3 separate regions of the Mus musculus genome follow, and all the other regions are linked to region 3. Evidence: chromatin contacts called from public HiChIP or PLAC-seq and promoter capture Hi-C data. All regions are on one chromosome and are shown on one strand. Each heading gives the region's core, a stretch centred on a gene start, on an enhancer-like site or on the middle of the called end of the contact. The rest is flanking DNA. Distances are from core to core; before and after follow the strand shown. Region 1 overlaps Slc23a4 (solute carrier family 23 member 4). Region 2 overlaps Cald1 (caldesmon 1). Region 3 holds the start of Tmem140 (transmembrane protein 140).

Region 1 (4,163 bases), core at 1,655-4,154, 89 kb before region 3:
ATCATTCTGTCCCACTCTGCCCAAGGTCTCTTTCCATAGAGAATTTTCTGCCTCTGTTTCTAGTCTGCTCCCTTAATGTGCTAATTTACCCATGGACACAGCAGATTCCCACTGTCAGTAGCAAAGTCAGTAACACAGCACCTCTCAGAGCTCCCCACCCCCTCCCCCCATCTAGAGGAAGGGGTGGGGCAGGCAGTGTGTGAAGGGCATCTCCCTTTGGCAGGTACTGCTAGCTCTGTGCCTCTCGTGGCTCTTTTGCTTCGTGCTCACTGTCACCAACACCCTCCCTGAGTCCCCCACGGCATATGGATACATGGCCCGTACAGACACCAAAGGCAGCGTCCTGAGCCAGGCCCCCTGGTTCCGCTTCCCTTACCCAGGTGAGGAGAAATGGGTGTCCTTATGATCTGGGACACGGGCTTCCTCAGACAATCTGTGGGATGCAAGGCACTGGATGAAGGGTTGAAAGGGTTGGGGACAGATTGCAGGGAAAGATGGGCTCTAGGGAGACCGTGTATAACCCCTAAGAGAACAGGGTAAGGAGTGAGGCCCCAGGCTGCTCTAAGGTGTGCATGTGCTATTGGGAAACGAGCCCAGGTTCCATGTTTGTTCCACGTTTGCTACATCTCTGAGATAAAGCCTCAGCTATCTTTTTTGCTTTTTATATTGAGTCAAAGTACTGCTAAATTGCTCAAGCTGACCTTGAGTTCACTCCACAGCCCAGGCCAGCCTTTAACTTGTGGTCCTCCTGCCCCATCCTCTTGAGAAGCTGGGATTATGTTCATTACCCACTAAGCCGTGGTTGTTCTAAAAAGCCCTTGGGAACAGTAGACCAAATGCCATTATTCCGAGAGTTTTCCCAGAACTAGCAAAAGGCCTGTACCTGCCTCCATGTTACCCAGAACCCCCTGGTCTTGGACCCCTTGGCCTTGGGGTATGTGAGGGAAGATGCAAGAGAGGTCGTCTTGACCTCCAGGCAGATATTTGGGTCTCATGATAGGTTCTGGTAGGCTTAGGGCTGAATTAGAATATTTTGGGGGGAGATCAGAGCTTCCTTTAGTCTACTTCTGGTCTCACCTTGAAGTATAGGAAAGTAACCAGGGCTGAAGGTTGGGCCAGCCTGGTTCATGATATGTCTTTCTAGTCGAGACTTTACCTTCCAACAACTCCAAGGTGCCCTTTGAAGGAGGCGCCATTTCTACCCTCTGAGTGGAAAGGCAGGGCAGAAGCTGCCAAAGCTTCTGGACAGCTGAGAACTTCCCAGCCTTGTTAAGCTTCTAGAGACCCTTCTGACAAAGAAATGACAGGGTCCCCTTATGTCCCCTTGGCAGGGCAGTGGGGCCTCCCCACCATCAGCCTGGCTGGAGTCTTTGGAATCATTGCTGGAGTGATCTCCTCCATGGTGGAGTCGGTGGGCGATTATCACGCCTGTGCTCGGCTGGTTGGTGCCCCACCCCCTCCAAAACATGCCATCAACCGTGGCATTGGCATTGAGGGCCTTGGCTGCCTGCTGGCAGGGGCCTGGGGAACTGGGAATGGTACCACGTCCTACAGTGAGAACGTCGGGGCGCTGGGCATCACCAGGGTAAGACCACTGATGGGGTTCCTGGGGCGGGGCTGGGTTCCTGCAAACTAGTTTCCTGTTGTAGCTGTGACAACTCACAAAGACTGGGTTTAGATCAATATCACCCTGCTGATCTAGCAGTCAGAAATGAGGTGGGGACTGTATGGGGGCTAAAGCAGAGGTATGGACATAGAAACACTCCTTAAGGCAGGCCTCTTCTACAGGCTGTCCTGTCCCTAGACTGTGGCTCCTTCTTCCTCGTTCCCCTGTCACAGATGTGAAACACTGCCTACTCACAAAAAAACACACAGAGTTATGCTGAACTACCAGTGTGAGCCAGGAGACCATCCCTAGCTCACCAGTCCCAGCTCAGGCACCTCTGCAAAGTCCCCTTGCCAAGCATGGCAAGGCTATACACGAATACATATGGCCTTCCTACAGGGACTCAGCAAAGCCACAGGTGCCACCAACACATGATGGCTTCCCTTTGGGGTCACACATCAGATACCCTGTATATCATATATTTACATTACAATCCATAACAGTAGCAAAACTACAGTTATGACGTGGCAATGAGGGACGAAGCAATATGGAGGCTGAGGATGACTAGCCTAGGGGCTCAGAATGGGCTATCTCTGCAGGGGTCATGACCCTGATGTCAATATGTGGCCTTCTTTGGTTGTGGTGGGACAGACATTGCCTTTAGCCCGGCCCTGACTATTCAACTGTCCCTAGCCAGATCCACCTCAGGTCCCCAGGGCCCTGACAGCCAGAGACCTCTGAAACACACCCATTCTTCTGCAGTCTGTGTCTGAGGGAACCCATTCCGCCACTCATGTCATCTTTGACGTTCTGAGACATTCCTCTAGGTTCTTCTTTCTCTACAGGCCTCCCTGCCTGTCCCTCTTGGCTCCCTTCCTGATGACTCAGACTGACTGTCCCTGTCCAGTAGGACCTCACATTCTCTCTTAGCAGGATCTTACACATCTCCACTCCACCCATAACTTGACTGCCCGGTTTCTAGAGCCCAATTCTGACTAGTCTCTGTGTAACATCTATTCCACACCTCCACAGCCCCACCACTTCCTCCTAGAGAGTCCAGGAAGGATGGTGTTTCATTATCCCAACTTGCAGTGTCTTGTGGCTCCCTCCCTCCATGGCTCCAGTGTGCATCCTGGAGGAATTGTGCCTTCTGCTCCCGAACCCCAAGTGACCCGTGCTACTGCTGGAGCTGAAATCCACAACCAAATCCCCAACTACCTCCACTGCCGTTCTCGACAAGCCTAGAGGGTTTGATGCTTTCCCAAGGCTTGCAGAGCCCTTCATCCAGGCTGTGAGTGCACCACAAATGTAGCAGCTGGCTGTATAAGCTTGAAGCAGCAACCGTTTCCTTCCTGTTAAAGGGTACACGTCCTGTGAAGAACAGAAAATTACATTCCATCAACAAAACAAATTTTGGTGGGCATAGTTTCTAAGCTGGGGCCTTTTAAGAGAAGTGAAAAAGCAGGAAATAAAGGCCCACAGGAGCAGGGCAAACTGAATCAATAAGAGGTTAGATCAACTGATAGAGCACAGGTGCTAAGACCACTTGCTTTTATGGCTCACACTCCCTGCTGTGGCCTTTTTAGGCATTGCAACAATGGGTTAGTGTGTGTGTGTGTGTGTGTGTGTGTGTGTGTGTATGTTTGTGTGTGCATGAGTGTGTGTACACATGCATGTGTGTGTATCTGTGTGTATGTAGTAAATGTGTGTGTGAATGTGTGTGCATGTGACTCTGCGCATGTGTGTGAATGTGTGTATGTGTGAGCATGTGCATGTGCAAGTGACTGTGTTCATGTGTATATGTTGTGTGAGTATGTGTGTACATGTGACTCTGTGTGTGTGTGCATGTGCGAGTGACTGTGTATGCACGTGTATGTGTTGTTTGAGAGTATGTATAACTATGTGTGTGCATGTGACTGTGTGTATCTGTGTGTTTGTGTACATGTGAGTGTATGTGCATGCGGATCTCTCTGTGTATCTGTTGGGGTGTGTAGTGGGAGATCAGGCTGAAAGCCACAACGCTCCTCTCACTTCTCTAGGAAGTCACAGCTGTCTGCCAAGACGTCAGTTCTGAGGCCAACGGAGACCCAGTCTCCATGACAAGCTCTTGCGGTGATGGGCTTGGGCATGCCACTCCTTGTGAGACCTTTGGCACAACAGGCTGGACCTAACAGACCCACCTGTTTTACCTGCAGTCACACAGTCAGCTGCAAAGGCATTAAACAAAGCATTTCTGATGATTCTTAGTCTGGAAAGTGAAGAATAAGAGCATTTGTAATCTGTTCACTGGTTACTGCATTAGTGGACTTTAGCTAACACTAACATACCTTGAAAAATATTTTCTCACTGTGGGGAAAAACACAAAATGGAAACTCACCAACCTAACTATCTGGAAGCTTAGTTTAGTGTATTTACACTGTTACACACCAGAACGCTAGCCTCTTCCATATCACACAGGTGGGACTGCATGCTGGTATCCTTTAAGAAATTGGACAGACAGAGAAGGAGAGAGGGGAAGGGAGAAACAAGAAAAGAGAGAGTCTCTGTGAGTCTGTAT
Region 2 (4,496 bases), core at 916-3,415, 120 kb after region 3:
AACGGGGCAGATGAAGATACAACCCAGAGATGCCTCCGTGAGAGGAGGACAGTACCTGTTCTGGACATGGGCCTCCACCTGGTCTGTCACCTGTCCCAAGGATTCTTCCTCTTGCTTCTGCCGCAGCCTTTCCTGCCGGGCCCGGCGGCGCCGTTCCCTGGCAGCCTCTTCTTCGTCATCATCATTTCTCTGATAGGCAATTCTGCAACAATATAAAGACAGACACCTGAGCATGACAGCCGACAAGGGGCATTATCAGTGTCCTGGCCAAACAGCCTGGGATGACTACTGATGGATCAGAGTTCTTTCTAAAGGGATGCTTCACTGTCTCAAGTTTGGACACCCAACTAATTCGTTTTCAATTTTTTTAAATTATTATTTGAAAAGCATCATCTAATGACCCAGAGGAAATTTTACATTGATCAAATAAACCAGAGCATCTACACCAAAGCAGTATGCCTTTGGAGACTGGGTTAGCATATTTGCATTTTTGTACTGAGTTGATTATCACATGCAAGATTTATATGGGGAAACATCAAGTATTGAACCCAAAATAATCAAAATATCTATAAAAATGAATTTGATACATTGTGAGAACTAGAGCCAGCTCTGACACAAAGACCAGAGAGAATCAAGTCACTCTACTAAACCAAGACTTTGGTGCTAATAAGCCAAAGTTGTTCAATAAAAGTGAAGACAATATTTTGTTTTAGTTAATTTGAAAATTGTCTTGTAGTTGCATACATTTAAAAGTTTGTATTCATTTAGGGACATCTCTTGCTTTGGGTGGGGGAGATTGCTCAGTGGTTAAAGCCCCTACTATATAAGAAGGAGGACTGGGGTTTGAATCCAACATAAATGAAGATAAGATAGATGTCTTCTTTGGTCAGATTTTGTTTTTCCCTTCAGTTACTTTATAATAGTGGTGTGTGTGTGTGTGTGTGTGTGTGTGTGTGTGTGTGTGTGTGTAGTTGACCACTGGTAGGTAGCTTCAATGTATGTGCAATGTGAGAGAGTGTCAGCTAAATCAAAGGTTCCATATTTCTCACTAAAACACGTATAAGTATCTTGATACTCATGCTGTGCTGTGCTGTGCTGTGCTGTGCTGTGTTGTGCTGCACTGTGTGTGTGTGTGTACACTTGCATGTGTATGTGTGTTTGCATGTGAATGTGTGCACATGCCTATGGAGGCCCCGAGGCTGATGTTGGGAGTCTTCCTTGAAGGTTTTCCCCCTGATTCATTGAAGCAGGATCTCTTAGTTGAACATGAAATTCCCTTATATAGCCACCTAGCTATCTTGCTTCAGACTGGAATTACAAGTGGGCCACTATGCCCACCTACATTTATGTAAGATTCGAACCCCAGTCCTCCTCCTTATATGGTAAGGGCTTTAACCACTGAGCAATCTCCCCAACCCAAAGCAAGAGATGTGCCTACGTGGACACAAACTTTTAAAATGTATGCAACTACAAGACAATTTTCAAATTAAAGAAAACAAAATACCAGAACTGTAGGCATCCAGTTCATCACATGTGAGTAATGGTAGCTTGTTCTTGTTAGATTTACAAGCTAGGCTTACATAGGCTTAGATCCAGTGCCTTTATCTGTGTCAGCTTTTTCTTCAATAATACTATTGAATACTATTGAACTATTGTATTGAATTGTACTATCGAATATTATTGAGTTATTCAGTAATATTTTTCTAAAGGTTGGTTCATTTGCTTTTTGTTACTTCAGAAATTCTGACTTTATGCTTACTAAAATCTGCTAGTGTGTCAAATATCAATATAAATGAAGTGTCACTCTATGTGTGCATGTGTGTTCTATCTATATATTATTACACATTCTACTAAACTGAGTGGAAAGTTTCCATAAATATGACAGGAAGAGTAGCATGGTAGAATTAACGTATGCCTAGATTAATAGCTAGAAACCTTGGTTCTCAGAAGGACTATCTGGCCCTTTGATCATCCTGTCATAAGTTCCTTTGGCCCTAGGTTTGTGGCAATCACATAGAAATTCTGGCTGTGTTACACTCGAACACAGTAATGGGCACCATCATCTTGATCATTGTTAGACAAGTTCAGCTAAGGAGCAGCCTCGTAAGGAAAGATGAGTTCAATTCTAAACGTGTTGAGTGTGAGATGACAACATGACACTATACAAATGTTCCCTCCTAATTCAATTATGGTGTCATCAGCAGGAAAGAGCCCTTCCCAGTGGTTTGGCTTCAAATTTTGGATTCTTGGACTAATATTTCTTTGGCTTACTTCTCAGTAGACCGCTCTAACCACAGCAGAGAGAACAAGTCCTTAAAAACTGCTTCACAAGCTAATCAAACAGGAATTTCTTTATTTGGTCTCTCTGTCTCAAGATTGGCCATGAAAGCACGTCTGTTTTGCAGCCTTCTTCTTCTGAAACAAGCAAGAGACATGAAAGGTATGTGTGGGGTACCCTCATGCTAAAAGCAAAACTCTCCCTCTTGTAAAGCAGTCAGATTTTAGCCAGTGTTTCCCAGTATATTTGAGGTATATATCATCTTCCTTTTCCTCTGTGAGTCTCATGGGTTGCTGACTGCATTTAGCTGGGAGATAAACTAGCTTTGCTACTATGGCTGCGTCAGCCAGCCTTCCTTCCTCTTGGATTTCTCACTGGAACCTGAGCAACCTCTTCTCTAATGTCTCTTCTCATTCTTCTTGCTTCCTGTAACTTAAAATCTAAGGGCAACCCACTAGCTGCTCAGAACCCCTCTTCTAGGATAGAGTTGCTAGAGGTTGCTCGGGAATGGTCTTTTACTCTTACTAATAAAATAAGGAATTAAAGCTGTTGACTAAGTTAAAACAACAACAAAGGCACCATCCTAGTGTCATGCTATTTCCAATCCTAATGGCACAGACTCTGGATGAAGAGCATATCAGGTACGGTAAGACTGAGGTACATTTGGTAAATCATTTGCCACACAAGCGTAAACATTGGTGTTACAGTCCTCAGCACCATGGAAAGGCTGCATGGATGTGGTGGGCCTTTAATCCCACTGTGCAGGAGGCAGAGACATGGGAACACTCAGACCAAGCTTACTAGGCTAGCTGAATCAGTGAACTCCAAGTTCAACTGAGAGACCCTGCCTCAGTTTCCAAGGTGGAGAGTAATTGAGACTATGCTGACCATCAAAACCTTGGTCTCCTTGTACATGTGCACTTCCTGTATACACATGAACACATGCAGAACCACACACATACCATATACACACATACTCACATGAACACACCAGAACTGTACCACACACACAACACATAATACACACAAACACACACTCAGAACCACACTATATACACCTCACATACATACATACATACATACATACATACATACATACAAAAACACAAAAACACACACACACACACAAAACCAAAAGAGAACATATCAGTTGGCTTTATAAGTTAAACCATGTGAATGACAAAGTTTTCAACTTGGAGACTCCTGGCTTCTAAAAACAGCAGTGAACCCTTTGTACATCCACCATGGATTAATTTTTCTGTTCTTTCTTTTTTCTTTTTTCTTTGTTTGGGTTTGTTTTGTTTTGTTTTGTTTTTGTTTTTGTGTTGTTTTGTTTTTGAAACGGGGTTTTACTATGTAGCTCTGGCTATCCTGGAACTCACTCTGAAGACCAGGCTGGCCTCAAACTCTCTGCCTCCTAAGTGCTGGGATTAAAAGTATGAGCCACTATGCCCCGCTAGGAATTGTTTTTCATACTAAAAAGTCTTGGTGGTTTGCTGTCCTGATTCTGAAAGTAATGGGCTCTTGATATGTTTTAAAACTAGACAATTACCTAATGCATAAAGACAAAGGCAAATTAGCTGCTTAGAATTATTCCAACTAACTCTGACACGACGCAAGTTTGATGTATGTTCCTAAGTATGTTTTAATTTTTAATAAAATGGGGTAATGTTATACGTATTATTTCACAAACAGTTCCTTTAATTAAACTTCTTCATGGATATATTTTAACACATCAACAAACTGCGTCAATGGAAACAGTATTTCATATCTACATACACCAGATGGTAATTATGCAAATATATTACAATCTAGTATTTCTCATGCTGAAAATATTAAACATGTTTTCCCAACTTTATGTCCCTATAAGCAGTGGTGCAAGGACTTCAAAACTTCTCAGAATTTAGAAGTTCTGTTTACGAAGTTGAGGGCGCTCTCTTTGGAGGCCACTGATGCTCTGATAAACTGGCCTCAGAAAGGTAACACAACTCCAATGATACGTGGGCATACTCACTTCAACACCACACAGAATGTGTCCAATAAGACAGACATGGTTGTAGGATCCTTACTATATCTGCTATAGCAGTAGCTGTAGTCTACGTTAAAGACAATGCTAGCATCTCTGATTTCCCCACACCAGCTGGAACCTTGTTTGAAACGCTGACTAACAAAGTTCCTATCTAACCAGATGGTTAGAGATGGATAACAAACCATTTTA
Region 3 (4,511 bases), core at 913-3,412:
ACATACACTACATAGAGTTTTAAGAAGATAATTTTGAAAAGATTTAGGGAGGATCTAAACAAGGCTAAGTGAGGGGGAGAGAAACCAGCAGGAATAATGGTTCCATATCACAGGGCTGGGGAACAGCCATACACATACTGGAGATACTAGGTTTAAGGCCTAGTTTCCATTAGCTATAGCTAGCTGATGCTAAACTGGCTTGTTATTAACAAGCCAAAAAAAAAAAAAAAAAAAAAAAAAAGCTCTGAACTATTTTAGGACATTATGCCATATGCCAAAATAAATTTCACATGGATTCAAGAATGAACCAATATAAAATAAGATCTAGAAAAAAATAAACTCTGATTTATGAATAAGAAAGTACGTTCTGAACTTAAAAGCACATCAAAACTACAAGGAAAACTATAGATTTAGCTATTTTTTTAAAAAAATGGAAATTTCTGTGCACTAGTAAAAACAATACAGAATTAAAAGTCAATGAGCATGGAGAATATCTGCCAAAAATGTGAGATGATAATACACACAATGTATGGAATGTTCATGCAAACATCAAGAAAAACACTGCGCTGTGTGAAACGGGATTCGGTAATACAAACAATTCACAGAAGAATGAACCTAGCAAGAAAAAAAAGATCTGTGTTTTTCCAGTGCCTCCAAGGTACGCTGGGTAACCTTCTTCTCCCTAAAGACTGTAGCTAGCATCCTCAGTGACACTCCAGATGCCAAGACTGGCTTCCTAACATGGTGACTCTGACTCTAAGGTTTGTGTTTTTGGCCAAATGACCCACTTTTACCGCCTTACCCCTAGGCAGTATCATAGAAAGGATGGAGTACTACAATGTCAGGCATAACGGAGGTCAGTTGTGTGTTAGAATGGAGAAGCAGCTTTTAGGAGCCAATTCAAAAGCACAGGGGTGGTCAAGGCATCCCTAGACAGGTGCACAGGAGAGAGAGGAGGCCATGGGTGGTCAAGGCATCCCTAGACAGATGCACAGGAGAGGAGAGGCCACGGGTGGTCAAGGCATCCCCAGACAGGTGCACAGGAGAGAGGAGAGGTGGAGAAAATCAGTCCTGTGGTGTTTCCCAGTGAAGGCCACATTAAAATGTTCCCAGAATTACGTGCTGTTGGTGAAAAGTGAGATTATAGAGCAAGCCACCATAGCCTTAGTAATTCGATAATGTGGGGACTAAAATAGCAGCTTAGAAAACGGGATGTGTGAGGCCTTGCTCCAGGCGCTGACTCTCAGACCTGCGATTAGGAAGACCCAGAGAGGAGGAAATACTGAAAACACACTTCAGCTGTCTCTGAAAGATTTCCCCCCACCCCCCCGTTTTTTTTTTTTTTTCTTTTCTCTCCTATCCAACAACTTGATTTTACAGATTAAAGAAGTGTAATGGGAGTTATTAATCAGCCAGAAAAGATAAGAAAGGAAAGAAAAGAAAAGAAAAGAAAAGAAAAGGAAAGAAAATAAAAGAAAAAGAAAAAGAAAGACCTGTTTCAAGGGACAATCCCCCCTCCATGAGTTTCCTTTGGGGGCTGATATCAGGTCTTAAAATCTTTTATGTCCTATAATTCTCTTTTGGACAAGAACACAGATCTTTTCTTTGTGTTTTTCAAATCTTGGTATCAGTTTGGCTGTAGTGACATGTTTTTGTCTGCCTGCCTACTTCTGGAGAACAATGTGTCCCAAAGCCACAGGTATTAATGGTACAAGCTTCCTGAACACCAGGCTGCATGCAGCTACCTGTGTGTTTCTAACCATTTACAGAGTTTTTGAGGCAGAGATGCACACAGTGATGCTTACGAGCATGGGGGCAGGACAGAGGTGAAAGGTTATATCACTCTCTGGGGAGAGAGGAGGCCACCGACACCAAGCAAAGCGTCCCCCCTTGGTTTGTTGCTAGAATGTGGAGTCTGGGAACTTAAACACCTCTTATCCCTTGTGGAGTTGTGGGGGTGTACTTACAAAAACCAACGCTGGAGCCCAGGAACACTCATCAAAAGGTGACACAGGAAATCAGCGTCTGTCTGGGGAGTCGATCTTCTCCTGGGCTGCTTTCTAAAGTCAGGCTCCAGAAACCAGGGCAGAGGAGAGAAGCTGCAAGCAGACAGCTCAGAGCTCCTGGGCTCTGCCTGCACTCGCAGGCAGTCGCGTTCAAGTAAACAGCTCTGAACTTTGGTACATTTGTGCTGACTGATGTCACTCTCAGCTGATTTCACTTTCGTTTTTTAACTTGCCTGTGTCTTATGACTTTTCAGAAATGAAGAGTGTAAACAACTTGTTGCTCATGGGAGCACATGACCCACAACTGGCGCACCCTGCCTGAGCCAGGTGAGGGTCCCGATTTTACTGTGCGAAAGTTGATACCAGCTTCCAGACCTCCAGGGCATTGCAACTCTTAGAGAAACACGACCCAGAATCTTTCTAGGGAGGGACCTTAGTTCACATGGCCAAGCTTCCAGCCAGTGTAGCTCCTGGAACCTGGGTCCCCTCTTCTCATTCCTTTGGAAGGCACCTATGCCTTGGACTCTCCTTTCAAAACTCAACCGATGATCTTGACTGTGTCTCTAGATTGGAAACTTTGCCGTTAGCAAAGTTATATCTAACAGTTATAGAGCAACAGAAACACTGTGTTCCCATTTCAAAGTAAAAGAGAAAGAAAGCTTTTAGTCTTGAGATCGCAGGGAGGGGACTCTTGCCTCCCAGGCTCACATGATCTCTGCAGCTTCAGAACTGGGTGAGCTTGGCAAAGACAGTAGACAGCTCCCAATAGCGCTAAACCCTTGGCGGCTTTCTCTACTTTCTACATGACACCCTGTACCTAACTGGGTCTTGGTTCATCCCAGGGGTTCCCTTTGCCGCCATGCTAGGTTAGATTTCTTGTTTCTGGGTCCCAGGCTTTTCTCTTTTCTGCTGTATTCACTTTTGGTAGAATAAATTCCAGGTGATTTACTGAGAAATGAGGGACACCAAAGGTTTTTTGTTTTTGTTTTTGTTTTTTTTTTTAATTTGTCAAACTGATATCTTTATTCTATTCTTAAACTTGTTCAAAGTTGGATAGAGTATAGTGTTTTTCTTTAAACTTAATTTTCCCATGCAACCTGGAGGCCGAGTTCCATGTTGTCTGCCTTTCCCGTTGCTAGGAAGTTCAGAGCTGGTCTCCTTCCCACTGTTGTCCTTTCAGCCTTTTGCCTTTAAAAGAAAGTGCCATTTTAATGAGGTCTTGCAAAGAAAAAAAAAATGAAATATCAACCATTTTGCCATTTTCAACTGGAAGCCTAAGTCCTCCACTCCCACCCCACCCCCTCACCCCCTTTGAGACACCACTTTTGCCCCTGAACTTCCTCACACCCTACCAGACAAATTTACTCGGGGAGAGTCTCCGAGCCCTTTGCTCTGATGTCTGACTTCCTGAGACCCACTATCTGTGCTGTTCCTGTGGAGCTGCACTTAGGGACGCTGTTGCCTCTTTTGAATGACGTGGCTCTTCTTAGAGTACTGCTGGTACTCTAGACAGTAGTCTGATCTCTCAGCTTGATGATTCGCTCCCACGCGCATCTTCTACCTTATGAAGAAGCTGGGCAAAGGTGACTGGTTCCAGTATGTCCAGCCTGTAAGGTTGGGAAGAGTCTTTGTACTGTGGTTGGGCGGAGGAGCCAGCCGGTGACTCTAACCTCCTAGTTGTACGTGATTGGAGCACCTTGCCTCTGCAGCTTGGAGGGGGAGTGAAGGGAGAGAGGGAGTCACGGTGGCATGCCTCCTTGCCATTATTATGAGGACTTAGTACCTTTACTTGAGTGTGTTTTTGCTATGTTTGTTATGTGTGTGAGTGCTCACACACCACACAGACACTGTGGTTGTCAGAGGACAACTTGCAGTTGTTTCTCTCTTTCTGCGTGAGTTCTGGCGATTCACTTCACATAATGAGGCCTGGAGCAGGGCTCCTTTACATCCTCAGCTGCTCACTGGCCCTGAAATATGGAGCAGAATCTTAGCAGGGCTGATGTATTTGAAATGGATTCCAGAATGATGGTGCCTAGGCTTTGAAGTTGCCTTTTGTAAATAGTGGTTGTTCTCTGAGGTTTATGGGGTTGCTCTTCTAAAGGACTCTCAGAGCCTTCCCATAATTCAGACGTGCCTGGAAAACAGAGAAGTCTCATTTGGCTGAGAGTTGCTTAGGTAATGGCTCCTTCAGACAATTCCTAGATCAGATAAGGTTTTGGTATGTGGAAATTGACTAGCTAAAAGTACCTTTTGTGTAACAATAAAGAGCCCTGCCCATCCCCCCTAAAAAAAAAAGTTTGGAGTTTAGTCCTTGGCAATTAAAACAGCATATATCTGAGTGATGAATGAGTCAAAGAAGAAATACAGAAAGAATTTTTATTTATTTCAATCCTGGAGTTAAATGGAAATGTACCATGCAGAACCCCTGGGACACGTTATGAGTGATCCTAAGAGAGAAAAAAATTTACAGCTCTAAGAACCTACACTAAAAAATCAGAAAGACCA

The links. Promoter capture Hi-C pulls out the DNA fragments that hold promoters and counts their contacts. HiChIP or PLAC-seq counts read pairs in DNA pulled down with a chosen protein or histone mark.
Region 1: an H3K27ac HiChIP or PLAC-seq map of double positive thymocytes shows a contact between it and region 3, with 8 read pairs. The contact joins the enhancer-like site here to the promoter of Tmem140 in region 3. A contact is called at or near these places in 2 of 39 promoter capture datasets (macrophages and pre-B cells), 1 of 484 Hi-C or Micro-C datasets (nephron progenitors), 5 of 115 datasets of contacts at active chromatin or transcription factors (double positive thymocytes, embryonic stem cells, memory CD8 T cells and 1 more) and 3 of 9 other capture datasets (adipose tissue, liver and pancreatic islet).
Region 2: a contact with region 3 is called in a promoter capture Hi-C map of liver. The contact joins the enhancer-like site here to the promoter of Tmem140 in region 3. A contact is called at or near these places in 1 of 39 promoter capture datasets (liver), 4 of 115 datasets of contacts at active chromatin or transcription factors (bone marrow-derived macrophages, embryonic stem cells, extraembryonic endoderm stem cells and 1 more) and 3 of 9 other capture datasets (adipose tissue, liver and pancreatic islet).

The regions. Positions count from the first base shown.
Region 1 is chr6:34,951,187-34,955,349 of GRCm38.p6, reverse strand. It overlaps Slc23a4 (solute carrier family 23 member 4), which reads left to right. Exons shown (of 8, transcript NM_001025573.2): 6 at 224-380; 7 at 1,332-1,585. Among named protein-coding and RNA genes, the nearest start is that of Slc23a4, 25 kb to the left of the region's middle. Within about 2 kb of position 2,904, at least 53 of the 459 cell types and tissues checked have an H3K27ac peak or open chromatin away from gene starts, as enhancers often do. A contact at or near this core is called in double positive thymocytes and memory CD8 T cells, where this site is marked.
Region 2 is chr6:34,737,495-34,741,990 of GRCm38.p6, reverse strand. It overlaps Cald1 (caldesmon 1), which reads right to left. Exons shown (of 14, transcript NM_001347100.1): 4 at 56-202. Among named protein-coding and RNA genes, the nearest start is that of Gm38787, 6.9 kb to the right of the region's middle. Within about 2 kb of position 2,165, at least 6 of the 459 cell types and tissues checked have an H3K27ac peak or open chromatin away from gene starts, as enhancers often do. A contact at or near this core is called in liver, where this site is marked.
Region 3 is chr6:34,860,797-34,865,307 of GRCm38.p6, reverse strand. Tmem140 (transmembrane protein 140) reads right to left here and starts at 2,162. Exons shown (of 2, transcript NM_197986.3): 1 at 1,968-2,162. It also overlaps a transcript of Agbl3 not described here.